Regions from separate parts of the Mus musculus genome. Here region 1 is linked to region 2. The links are chromatin contacts, called in public HiChIP or PLAC-seq maps. All regions are on one chromosome and are shown on one strand. Each heading gives the region's core, a stretch centred on a gene start, on an enhancer-like site or on the middle of the called end of the contact. The rest is flanking DNA. Distances are from core to core; before and after follow the strand shown. Region 1 overlaps Kif6 (kinesin family member 6). Region 2 has its middle 120 kb from the start of Lrfn2.

Region 1 (3,370 bases), core at 498-2,997, 1.1 Mb before region 2:
GAGAGGCTGTAAGTGGTGGCTAACTGTTCTGGAGTCCTTGCCGTTCTGCTGGTAAGCCACATCCAACGGATTCTGGGGTGAGGACTTCTTTCCTCTGTTGTGTCCCTAACTTTTTTCCAGGTTTCAATCTTGTTTCAATTTAGTCCCTGCTGCGACCTGGACAGGAAGTGTCCATCCCCCTCAGAGATGTTCATGGCTGTCAGCTTTGGGGAAGAGACTGGATCCTGAGGGATCTGCCCTCATTCTCTGATGGATTCCCCATTTGATGGCATTATTAATAGACAGACGGTAGAGATCAGGAAGTGGGTCCAAGATGGAGGAAGTAGGTTACCAGCAGAGGCGGGAAGGGCATGGCTTTGGCTTCTAGTGTCTGTCTGTCTGTCTGTCTGTCTCTGCTTCCCAATCCTTCCTTGAGGCAAGCCCACATTGTCTCTCCTCAGTTCAGAGCAATTGGCTCCAGCTGACCTCAGTCTGTGAAACCTCTGAAAACATGGGACAGGATAAACCTTTCTTCGGTCAAGCTGTTTTGTCACAGCAAGGGAAAACTGAGACATGAGGCCTTTCTGTGGTCAGAGGAGGGCGCTATCATCCTCATCTTAAGAGATGTGAGCCGAGGTGGAGAGGGATTACAAAGCGGAGCCCTATGCTATCACACCTGGGAGGCCTCCATTGTGCTCCCAGCCGTCCTGACCCACTGACTGGCTCCTGGCTGCTGGTACCGAAGGCACCTTATCCCTTGACTGTACGGGTCCCCTGCATGGTCTCTGATGACCACTGCATGCTTGTGGATGCACGATCCACATCCAGTACCTTGCTGCCTGCAGTGTGCTCCTTGCCCACGACTCCTGGCTGCAGGATCTCCACATCCCTCTTGTGGAGGAGCACAGGAAGGTTGCCGTTTGCTCCCGGTCTCTCTAGGCTATCCTGCAATATGCTCTGCCATATGGACTTGGAGAGCCTCTGATCTTACGTTGGGATGCTCCACTGAAGAGTGTTGTCAGAGGTGAAAGGGGCTTGACATGTCAGAACCTTCATTTTATAGCTGGGCGACACTCAGGTAGGGAGGTGGGCCAGGGTGACAGACACGTGAGAGATAGCTTAGTAAGTCCACTGTCATCTCTCCAAGCCCTCGATCAGGCCCACAGCTTGCTTTCCCACATATGAGTTTGGCTAGTTGCCTAATGCCAACCGTCTGCTCTCCCACCTGACATGATGATGAGGCCTCTTTACCCTGGGGCTGTCTCCACAGGCTCAGGACTGTGAATCGGATAGACAGGAAGGAAAGCCAGAGTGTGTGGCTCCCAGCCCCCCCGCCCCTCACACCTCCGTGCTCATCCCCTAGCTGTCTAAAGTGTCTCTGTGGCACCCTAGAGGGGGAACGGGAGACTGGAGCTCCTCTTTGCTGGGGCTGATGTGGGGTACTGCAGGACCAGAGATGACCACAAGGTGGCAGACTCTGCACACGCTTCTTGAGTGAATGGCTGCCATAGTTTTGGGGTTTCTAGAGGAACCAGGAGGAAGCTGGGGAAAGCCTGGAATATGGAAAGAGGGGTTTCTTCCCACAGGTGCTACCTTCACAGCAGGTTAAGGGCAGTTTAGAAGCAGTAGTGGACCTGTGGGAATAAGCCACTGGCTGTCAAACGGCCCTCTCACGTGATGGACTCCCAGTTTAGCTTTCTTTAGCTGCCAGGGAATGTTCAGGGTGCCACATTGCTTAGGTCCAGGACCGAATAGTGGAGTGTGAGAGGTGAGCCAGACAACAGGGCGGAGGGATGTGACCACCAGGAAGAGAGCGGCAACCAGGGGCTCCTGTAGAGCTCAGCTGCCTGGTCTATCCTCTCAGGCGACTCAGGCAGGAGGATGGCACCCTGTGAAGTGTGGAGGGAAAGCACTCCCAGTTCCCGAGCTGCCCCCCACTCTGGGATACCACAGTTCAGATCTTCCTGCCTCTGTTTCCCAAGTGCTGGGGTTAAAGGTGTGCGCCACCAAGCCCAGCCCTACTAATTAACTATTAGTTACCATTAGTAAACATTGCACATTTAAGTGTCCTGGGTATATTTTGGGACAAGTTTCTTGTAACGTGTGCACTTTGCAAATATCCTCTGTTTTGTACATCCTTCTTTTTCTTTTTCTTTTCTTTCTTTCTTTTTTTTTTCTTTTTTGGTTTTTCGAGACAGGGTTTCTCTGTATAGCCCTGGCTGTCCTGGAACTCACTTTGTAGACCAGGCTGGCCTCGAACTCAGAAATCTGCCTGCCTCTGCCTCCCGAGTGCTGGGATTAAAGGCGTGCACCACCACGCCGGAGTCCTTTTATTTTTATTTCGTTGGTTCTTTATTTATTTGTGAGTGCGTGTTTGTCTGAGTGTATGCACACGTTTGTTTAAGGATGCCTGTGGAAGTCAGAAGATGGCATTGGATCCTGTGAAACTAGAGTTGCTGGTGTTTGTGAACAACCCAAAGTGGGTGCTGGGATCTGTGCCTGCAGCACAGAGCAGGGTGGCTTTTAACTGTCTAGCCATCTCTCCAGCCTAGTGGCATCTCTTAAGAATTTAATAAAGTTCCATTTACTGTCTTTTTCGTTTCTGAATTTACTGAATTTATTTTTAAAACATCCAGGCATCCCAACAAAACGCAGTTGTTTCTCTGTGGTGAGAGGTGGGCACTGTTTCCTGCAGCACAGTGCCACGGAAGCGTGGGCACTACAGCCTGGCATGATCTGGGAGGCCTGGGCGAATGTCAACCAGAACAATTTTTTTTAGGTAAGATTTTTTTTTAAATTAAAATATTAATTTTTCATTATGTATGTGTGTGTGTGTGCCCACAGAAGCCAGACCTGTGGGGTTTGCCTTTTCCTCTGGAGCTGGAGCTACCAGTGGGGTTGTGAAAGACCTGGGCTGGCTGCTTGGAACCAGACTCAGGACCTCTGCAAAGGCAGCGAGTGCTCTTAGCGGCTGAGCCATCTCTCCAGCCCCAAGAGTCTGGATTTGTAAAGACAGTTTCCGGAGACTTGCAAACGCAGCACAGACAGTCCCCAGGATGCCCTGCCCATTTCTGCAGCTGCTGCCCTCACCCAGCCAGCCCTGAACTCAAGGCCGCACACCTGAATGTGGCAGCTCTGAAGTTTTCCTTCTTTTGGCTGCAGCATAGTACCCAGGGCTCCACATTATCTGGAGCTGTCAAGTCGTCTTTGCCTCAGCTTGGCTTCAGGATGCTCAGACTTCCTGCCACTTTTGAGCTGTACCGGACAGGTATTTTGTAGAATGTCCCTTGCTGAGATTTGTGTGACATTTCCCTCAGGCTTCTACAGGCACTGTCTGACACCTTTTAAAAAAGTGTGTGTGTGCGTGTGCATGTGTGCCACAGCATTTGTG
Region 2 (3,312 bases), core at 383-2,882:
GCCAATGAAGAGCCGGTCTTGCCTCTCCTGGACAGGACAAAGAAGGACAAAAGGAAATCTTCTAAGGGCTGAGTGCTGGCCTCTAGAAGACTTGAGTGTGTTTTATGCTGAGAATTACATCCCAAAATGACCACAAAGTTCTGGCTCATCTGTCTCTCTCCACTCTTTAAACTCAACCCCCTGACCTGTCTCTAAATCACAGAGATTTGAGCTCACTTCAGCCAGGATGCCTTTGTATTTCTCACTGCTGAAACAGGTCCCAAGACAATGCAACTACAGCCTTGATGGACAATAAACACACCTTGGGTTAGTGTTCTATGGTGAGATTTCACACCTGATCTGGGGGCTGGAGAATAAAGACTGGGTCAATCTAGGACCTTAGAGGAAATGAAAAATGAAGGAAGGGGAGGAGGAAGGAGGAGGAGGAAGAGAAGGAGGAGGAGAAGAGGAAGAAGAGAAAGGAGGAGGAGGAAGAGAAAGAAGGAGGAGGGAGAGGAGAATAAGAAGGAGAAGGAAAAAAGAAGAAGGAGGGAGAGGAGGAGGACAAAGAGGGGAGGAGGAGGAAAAGGAGGGGAAAAGTGGGCTGTGAGATTCTCCTGGTCCACAATACCACTGAAAGCAAGTGGCAAAGTCAGCTGTAAGGACACTTTGATGACAGACAGTGGGGTGAGGTCAGTGGTGAAACTCAAGCCCACAGCAGAATCTCTGTTCCCCATTTCACAGGAGTGGGTCTGCCTCAGCATTCCTACCTCAATCTAGTCAGTTAGAAGCTGGAGAGAACCAAGAAGAGGTGTGTCCTCAGAGCCAGCCCAGCTGTGGCTTCTGAACGCAGCCCCGGGCTGTCGGTAAGTTAGGCTCCCCCATGGAAGATCTGAGAGGTCACATTCATGGTTCATGGCTACCAAAAAGCCAGGCCCCTGCTCCTGGGAGATGGCTCTTCAAAGCATCTGGGGCTGTGACGAATCTTCACTGTCAACGTAAGGTTTGTAGTCGCCATGGAAACACGCCTTTGGGTGTTTCCAGAAAGGTTTAACTGAGGAAGTAAGACTCTTCTCCCAAGCCCCAGCTCTCCCACCCCCTACCCCAGCCCTGACCATGAACAGCGGCATCCCATGGGCCGCGGTCACGACGGAATAAGAATGGATGATGAACAACAAGCCTCATCTTTCTGTGCTTCCTGGCGGCAGATGCAAGGCAACCAGTCTTCTCACACTTGGACTGCTGTGGCTCCCTCCCCACTAGGAAAGCATACCCTTAAACCAGCAGCCAAAATACACCCACAACTCAGGCAGTGGCCAACACCTTCCCACCCTTGCTCGGCGCCCTCACCTAAAGATGCTAAAGATGAGCTGCTTTTGGCCACTAGTCAGCATCCCCATGACCTTGAAAGTGGTGTCGCCTGGAAGGAAGGCTATGGGCTTATTCCTGTAGAGACAATGGCTGGAGATACCTTCTAATCTGACCCTTCACATCTCAGCCACAATTAATGTTCCATGAGAGGAATGTATCTGTACTCCATGGGTCTCAATAGCTCTCAGCACTAGCCTGTGGCCCCACCCTGATCCTCCCAACCGAGCTCCACCCTTGCCCGCTCCTCTCCTTCCACTCCTGCTTCTCCACAGACACACTGCTGCTGCTGCTGCTGCTGCTGCTGCTGTAACTCACTGCTTGCATAATGTGTGTCTACACTGGTGGTGAATCTCTGACTGGAGAAGCTCCAGATTAATAATCTATTATTCATGCTAGCCACAGTCTCTGCACAGACAGCGTCAAAGAAAAGAAAAGCTACTTGTGGCGGAGAAGGGAAGGGAGAAGTCTGCTTAAGACCCAGCAGGGCCTGAGAGACGCGTTGTCTGAAGACAGAGTAGGACGGATCCTGAGTGGGAGTCACCAACCTAGCAGGGCCCCCTCAGGGTGTCTCCAGGGAGTGTGTTTGCTTTGCTTCCTGTGATCCAAGGTCATTAGCAGAAGGAAGAGGGACAGAAAGAACTTGGAGCTGTTGAAGCTCCAGGAAATTCGGTGTGGGGGTGAGTCACGTGGGCCTTGGACTTGTGACATTAAATGAACTCAGAAATGAAGAGCTGCTTAGCTCTGAGAGAACAGAAGAACATACTGTTTTCCACACAATCTGAGAAGCAAGGATGCCCTGTCCTCAGGGAGTCTCAGTCTGAGCAGACACAGCCCCATCCTCAGGGAGCCTCAGGATATATAAAAAGCCACCAACTGTTCCCAGGGACTTCCAGACTGAGGAGACACACCCTTTCCTCAAGAAGGTCCAGTCTGAAGACACACAGTCAGTCATCAGGAAAGCAAAGCTCAGCCTAAGGACACACAGTCAGTCCTCAGCAAAATCCAGTCTGAAGATACAGTCTGTCCTTAGGATGGCCCAGTCTGAGGACACACAGTCAGTCCTCAGGAAGGTCCAGTCTGATGACACACAGTCAGTCCTCAGGAAAGTCCAGTCTGAGAACACACAGTCAGTCCTCAGGAAGACCCAGTCTGAGGGCACACAGTCAGTCCTCAGGAAAGTCCAGTCTGAGGACACACAGTCAGTCCTCGGGAAGGACCAGTCTGAGGACACACAATCAGTCCTCAGCAAAGTCCAGTCTGAAGACACAGTCTGTCCTTAGGATGGCCCAGTCTGAGGACACACAGTCAGTCCTCAGGAAGGTCCAGTCTGAGGGCACACAGTCAGTCCTTAGGAAGGTCCAGTCAACTGAAAAGGGCTCCTTAAAACTCTACAGTTCCCCTCAAACTCTGAAAGCACATTTTTCTGTGCACAACAGTTTGAAAGTGTTCGTTATTATCCAATATATGGTGGAAGGCGAGGGTGAAGAGATGTAACCAATGTCTAGACTGTTCCTCCTCAATTTCAGTGGGAAAATATTACAGAGTCATTTGTAAGAATTACGTTTTCACTTAGTAGAAAATAGTGCTGTACTTTTCCGCTGAACTCAGCAAACAGAACCTATCCATTCAGTTCCTGCCCCGCTCAAAAATCTAAAATGTGAGCAAAAGGAGAAATAAATAGAGATAATTATTAACTCTAAGAAAATTAAAAATAGTCTAAGAAAGAAAATGTTTTCATACACAGCTCTTTCACAACAGAACTTATTAAAACATAAATGCTAATTAAAATATACTTATTTTTACTCCAAACATGAACCGAAACTATCTTGGGAGGTTTGTAGGGAGGGTGACTTGCTACAGCGCTGTGGCGGGGGCTCATATAAGATCTTAGTGTTCCAAGTCGGTAGTGTTGGTAAACCAACGAATAATGTCTCCAAGCAATACTGCAGAGGAAGAAGCGGG

The links. HiChIP or PLAC-seq counts read pairs in DNA pulled down with a chosen protein or histone mark.
Region 1: an H3K27ac HiChIP or PLAC-seq map of embryonic stem cells shows a contact between it and region 2, with 5 times the contacts expected there. The contact joins two enhancer-like sites. A contact is called at or near these places in 1 of 115 datasets of contacts at active chromatin or transcription factors (embryonic stem cells) and 1 of 9 other capture datasets (embryonic stem cells).

The regions. Positions count from the first base shown.
Region 1 is chr17:49,897,073-49,900,442 of GRCm38.p6, reverse strand. The region is part of intron 19 of Kif6 (kinesin family member 6); the gene reads right to left. Among named protein-coding and RNA genes, the nearest start is that of Gm16555, 77 kb to the right of the region's middle. Within about 2 kb of position 1,747, at least 13 of the 459 cell types and tissues checked have an H3K27ac peak or open chromatin away from gene starts, as enhancers often do. A contact at or near this core is called in embryonic stem cells, where this site is marked.
Region 2 is chr17:48,815,456-48,818,767 of GRCm38.p6, reverse strand. No RefSeq gene overlaps it. Among named protein-coding and RNA genes, the nearest start is that of Lrfn2, 120 kb to the left of the region's middle. Within about 2 kb of position 1,632, at least 36 of the 459 cell types and tissues checked have an H3K27ac peak or open chromatin away from gene starts, as enhancers often do. A contact at or near this core is called in embryonic stem cells, where this site is marked.